Linked DNA regions of Drosophila melanogaster: region 1 is linked to region 2. Evidence: chromatin contacts called from public HiChIP or PLAC-seq data. All regions are on one chromosome and are shown on one strand. Each heading gives the region's core, a stretch centred on a gene start, on an enhancer-like site or on the middle of the called end of the contact. The rest is flanking DNA. Distances are from core to core; before and after follow the strand shown.

Region 1 (2,762 bases), core at 10-2,509, 180 kb before region 2:
TGGTTAACGCATTCGAAGTCTAAGAAATAGGCCGATCCTTGATGTGCTAGCACCAAAGTGAACAGAAAACACAATGATCCCGCAGTCATCTTAACAAACGAACTGATTCGTAAGCACTGAAGCAATCTCAGTGTACAATGTATGTACAATCTAATGTACAAACATAGAGACGGAAAGTCAAAGCTTATCAGTAATGTTGTATTGTTCTCGAAATGCAGATTGCCTTCGCTTTCGATTTATGTAAATTCTAAAACACGCTACCATAAATGTGCCACTAAAACGTTATGTATGTCATTGCATTTTGAATCAGTTTATTAAAGAATCTTAAGCGTAGCTATTTTCCCCATTCGACACTATCACATTAACATTTTGAATGACTCCCATAATCCAGTCAATGTATTTCGTCACATCGGTATATAAACACGTCCTCGATTCGCCATAACTCTGAATTCCGAATAGAGTGTAACGAATTTTTGTGTAATAGCGTATCTTTTTAAACAAGGGACTTCCTGTTTCCACGCACTTGCTTTTGTTCTTATAGCCAGCACAGATATGCGAATTCTGCGGATACAATTTGAAGGCATTTTCGCACTTGACTTGGCTGATGTGTTTTATTTTGCTTGTCTTGGCCGCAGGCAATATGTACTTCTCATCTATGCCCCAGCGGAATGTTTCATATCTTTTAAACATTTGTGTGTCGATATCAGATTTGTCTAACCAAAGGCAAATTGGACGTATGTGGGCCTTGTAGAGCACATCGTTCTGAAGTTCCAGCAAAGCTATGTCATGCTCGAAATTGCTTTTCTCATAGAACCTATGAATGTAGGCACTTTGCACATGGTAATCATCACTGCTATAACTAACAATATGCTCTTGTTTAATGCTCAACTGCCCCAAGCGGACGATGCTGTTGAAGGGAAAGAGCTTATGTATGATAAAAGTATAAAATTAAAATGAACTTACGCTCTCTCTTGATTGAAAACACAGCTTGCTGATGTTATCACAAAGTCTAAAATGGTATTCTAAATTGTAATAAAATATTAAATTTCATCTACATTTATATACAAACATTTGTGAATCAGGGCGCCACTGCAGGTTTTATTGGGCAATAAGACCAGTGCCATCCACGGTCTACTAAATATTATATCATTAGAAAGACGTGAAACTTCGGCACAGTTCTGGTCAAGAAGCTGTGCCGATCCCTGATTAGCCAGCATCCATGATAACACAGCAAGACAAGATGCGAAATTCATTATTCCGACTGACGGCTGCCAAGCAACTGAAATACTTGTGAGATTTGTTCAGTACCACAGGCCATGCGACTGACTTATTTGATAATATTTTCGAGCGAAATTTCCCAAGAAATTCCCATAATTATAGCCATTAATATACGAAATAAATATTCTAAGTAATAAAATTTCGTTTCTTAAGTATCTTTGGTTCAATGGTAAGCTGTAGTAGCACAAATAGCACACATGCACACAATTTTTCAGTTAACCGGAGTTTACAAGGTCAATTCAGTGGCTTTTGTGTGTCTTGGCCTCTGATACTGCACCTAGTCTTCCGCTTTCCGCTTATTGTTTTGCTGCCCAGCCGCATCCCTTTCAAGTTCAATAATGTCATAGAGCGTGTCGCAGGGCAGGCGTCTAAATTTATGGCCCAAACGGTTGACCCGAAGGCCGGTGGGTCCGGTGGGTCCGGTGGAGACCGTGGAGCAGCACGTGCTTTGGAGTCAGGGAAATAATTTAGCCAAAAACATGTGAAGCTCGCCATATAAATTATGCACACTGGCTCGACGGACGACAACACATGGGGGTATGGGTTGCTTTAAGGTATTGTATTGTCTATCCGACCTGCCCACTGCTCAATGCAGGCCAACAACAAGTTCGGACATAACTCACCGCCTTGGCCCTTTATTTTATTGTATTTTATCTTTTGGATTACTTTCTGCCATGACCACAACAAATAAACTTGAGCATCTTTGGGAAAAACCCACAGTGGCGCACTGGTGGTGCGGGAAAACTGTGGCCGGAAAAGAAAAGATTTCCGTGGCATTGTTGCTTCTGCTGCTGCTCCTCCATCTTGGCTCGAGTTTGCCCGGAGGTCTGGAGCTGGACAACGGCAACAATTGCGCATGTTAACATACTTGTAAGTAGTTTTTCCACTTTGCCATGGTATTTTGCTTTTTTTCCACACCCTATACCCTCGGAAATCAAGGGTGCGTTGGTCTGACTGGCTATATGTTCAAGTCACTCGGGGTTTCAGGATCATTAGTACATGCAAACTTAAAAGCACACTTAAAAACGTGTTTATTATATTCAAAATCTAAATAGTACTTACTTATCTACTTATACTAATACTTATCTTAATACCTATACTTATATTTATTGGATATTTCCAAGTCGAGTTCTATTGTACTGTATTTTGCTGTACATTTTCTCTATTTTTTCCATCCCCCACAACGGACACATTTGTTTTCCTGGGGGCAGTTGCCTTTGTTTTTGTAATTATCTGCACGTTATTTGTGGGTCAATAAAGTTTCGTTTCATAGTTTGAGCGGTTGTCTGGCTCTCAGTCCGGGTTCAGGATTTATGGCATATGCGTTTTGGGCTAATTTTCTGTGCCGCTGACCATGCCATTGGCCAGTAAAACATTAATAGCAGACCGTGTTGGCCAGGAAAAGAAATTCGAAATGCTTCTTAAAATAGCAACGGGCGATTTAATGGCAGCTGGTAGTTAGAGGGGCAAAACACTTCTGGATG
Region 2 (2,700 bases), core at 182-2,681:
CGCTCCGAATGTGCGTGCGTGTTGGCCTGTTAATAAGCTGGCCAACTACTATATCGTATATACTCCTGGCCGGGTAGAGGGTCAGTCGGCAGCTCGCCTCGGAAATTGGCCATTGTGGTGGCTAATGCGTGTGCCTAAATGTGTAGATAATTTATGCGTGGCATGTAAATATTGACATGGCCCAGAGCCAGCTGCCTACGCCCCCGCACCAGCCACAGCGCCAACTCGCTTTAGCGAAAGTCAATTAAAATTAATTTTCATTGAATGCCGAGCGAGGCGGAGGTACAACGCACTGAGGCGTAAGTCCTGCAGCCCGTGGACTGCAAGACAAAAGAGCCCAAAAAGAAGATGCAAAAAGGAAAATTCGGAAAAATTTCTGGGTGAAAACATCTAGAAAATTGCGCAATTTCCTGCGCCTGCAGATACGAGAAACACGAATTTATGCACAATACTCTCGCATTCACTCACTCACTCACTCTTTTGCCTCGCTCTGGCTCTCGCACATTCATTAAAAGTCGAGTCCTGGCCGGCAGGACATTGGGGAATCGCAACCAAATTAGTTGCACAGCCAGTTATTATAACTGCAGTGCTGAGCCGCTTAGACCGACTAAGCTAAAAACGGAAAGGAAACGAAACGAATCTGAATCTGATTCTGAGTTGAACATGGCCATAGTTCGCTTTTTGGCCCTGGCCAATTTAAAGTTATTTGTAAATGCAACTAATATGCCGTAGACAAAAGGGACTTCTTCAGGCCTTAATTATCAGCTTGGTTCTGCTTCGGCTCCCGGCTTGTTCCCGTTGTTGTTGTGTCAACCCTTTGTTGTTGGCCTTCACCCCCCCGCTCGGTCCGCACCGGAAAAATGTACTTAATTAACATGCAACTGGATCATGGAGACTCAGTTTTGAGTTTCGTTTGAAAGGCGAGCGCCCAGCTGCCTCGCAGCCACTTTTGTTCCCGGTTCAGTTGGATCTGACAAGTATCGATGGAATTTTCATCTCGACTGGGTCTCCAGTTGCCTTTTGTGCAAATGATAGCATCATGCTAACTAATAAGCTTTTGTCGTTTGCTCGCCAATGCGCTTGTAATTAAAACTGCGCGCAGCTTGATGAGCGTGACATTTGTGAAAGCTACTACCACAGAAGTTATTTTAGAATTTAGCCTTAAACGTTATGCGGGCGTTTAAGATATCCGCAGGTGTAGATGTTAGAGATTTCACACACTTACGGTCGGTGTGAGACTGGTCTATGATTTGACATGATTGGCAAGAATGTTGCCATAGTAGCTGGGGATGGTTAGGACATGGCGCAAGCGTCGCTGTGACGCCGGCAGCGGTAACCACAACAAGCGGAGCAGGCGGCGTCCTCGTTCCGTTTTCGTTCTCGCTGTCGTCGTCAATAAGTCAAAAGTTGGAATTTCATTATGCCAGGCCCGAAAGTAGGCAACGCATTTTGGCACACAAACGTCGAACGGGGGGAGGGTAACTGAAACTAAAACCCACTGCCGCGCCATTGGCTGATGTCCTGATGTCCTTACCCTCCACGGCCTACGCCCCGGATCCTTGCTGCCCGGCCCCTTTCCCCCTGGCCGGTGCCGTGGCATTGCTCATGCCATCGCCGCCCCTTGTGAGAGACAACATGCGCTGCAAATTTGTCATTTTGCCAAACGTCTAGCGATGTGAGTTAGTAACCGACGACATCGACGAGGACGAGTTTTAGCAGCCGACTCAGGCCGGAAAAACGAAAAAAACGAAAAAAAGCAGGGAACCGAAACCAACTACTAGAACGGGAAGCAAATAAAAATTGAATAGCGAGCGGAACAGCCTGACATTGGCGGGGCATTGTGGGCACAGGGGTTGGGTTTTGGGTTGCAAGTTCCGGGAGGCTTTCATGTTGCTAGCGCAAGTAGAAAATTAAATTCTTGTTTCGCACGTCATTTAAATTCGACATTGTCAGTGTATGTTGATACAGTGATCACTCGCAATGTATGCTGCAGAAATCAGAATGTCGCCCATCATCTCTATTGCGTGAGAGCTTATAGAAAATGCGAAGATATTGCATGTCCTTGAAATTCCTTAGAAATGCTGGTGGCTACCTTGATGTATGTCCTTGATGCTTTGAGAAGTTATTATTCCTATTATTTATATGCTTTTTTATATCTTTTGATTTCACAGTACTTGCGTATCTATGTTGGCCTGTGTATCGCGGCCGCGGATAAGACATCGACAGCTGCGGTGGTAGCAATGCGTTTAATTTCATTTGCAGCTCTGGCTGCTTGGCAACCGCAGTTCCAGCTCCAAGGCAGCAGCCTCCATGAAAAGAAGTCGGGGCAGCCGCCAATCGTGTCCGCTTGATTTGACTCGACTGGGGCAAAGTTGGCCCATTCCATTTGCAGTTGTTATTGAGACGGCGACAAGGCTGAGCTTCTTCGTGCCATCAGAGTAAATGCAATCAGGCATAAGCCGGTCACAAACAACTTCTGAGTGCGAGTGTGCCCTGTGTGCTGTGCAGGGGGTATAATGATCATGATCTACAGTTGCCACCTAATGCCGAGGGAAATGACGTTAAGGGTTTAAGTGGGGACGACACGCCAACCTTGAGGACACCGCCCGTGGTGAAGAAAAGTATGCGACACTTTGAGCGGCAATCGAATGATGCCACGTTTTTCGCAGTCATCGTCGTCGTCTTTGGCCAAAGACAACA

Evidence for each region. HiChIP or PLAC-seq counts read pairs in DNA pulled down with a chosen protein or histone mark.
Region 1: a contact with region 2 is called in an H3K27ac HiChIP or PLAC-seq map of the Kc167 cell line, with 6 times the contacts expected there. The contact joins the promoter of CG34436 here to the enhancer-like site in region 2. A contact is called at or near these places in 7 of 107 Hi-C or Micro-C datasets (the Clone 8 cell line, the Kc167 cell line, the S2 cell line and 4 more) and 1 of 6 datasets of contacts at active chromatin or transcription factors (the Kc167 cell line).

The regions. Positions count from the first base shown.
Region 1 is chr3R:28,281,077-28,283,838 of dm6, reverse strand. CG34436 reads right to left here and starts at 1,259. Exons shown (of 3, transcript NM_001104484.2): 1 at 1,070-1,259; 2 at 964-1,009; 3 at 291-907. The coding sequence starts at 1,253. The coding sequence ends at 325. It overlaps CG34437, which reads right to left and starts at 120. Exons shown (of 3, transcript NM_001104485.1): 1 at 1-120. The coding sequence starts at 89.
Region 2 is chr3R:28,100,787-28,103,486 of dm6, reverse strand. No RefSeq gene overlaps it. Among named protein-coding and RNA genes, the nearest start is that of lncRNA:CR46077, 36 kb to the left of the region's middle. Within about 2 kb of position 1,431, at least 11 of the 39 cell types and tissues checked have an H3K27ac peak or open chromatin away from gene starts, as enhancers often do. A contact at or near this core is called in the Kc167 cell line, where this site is marked.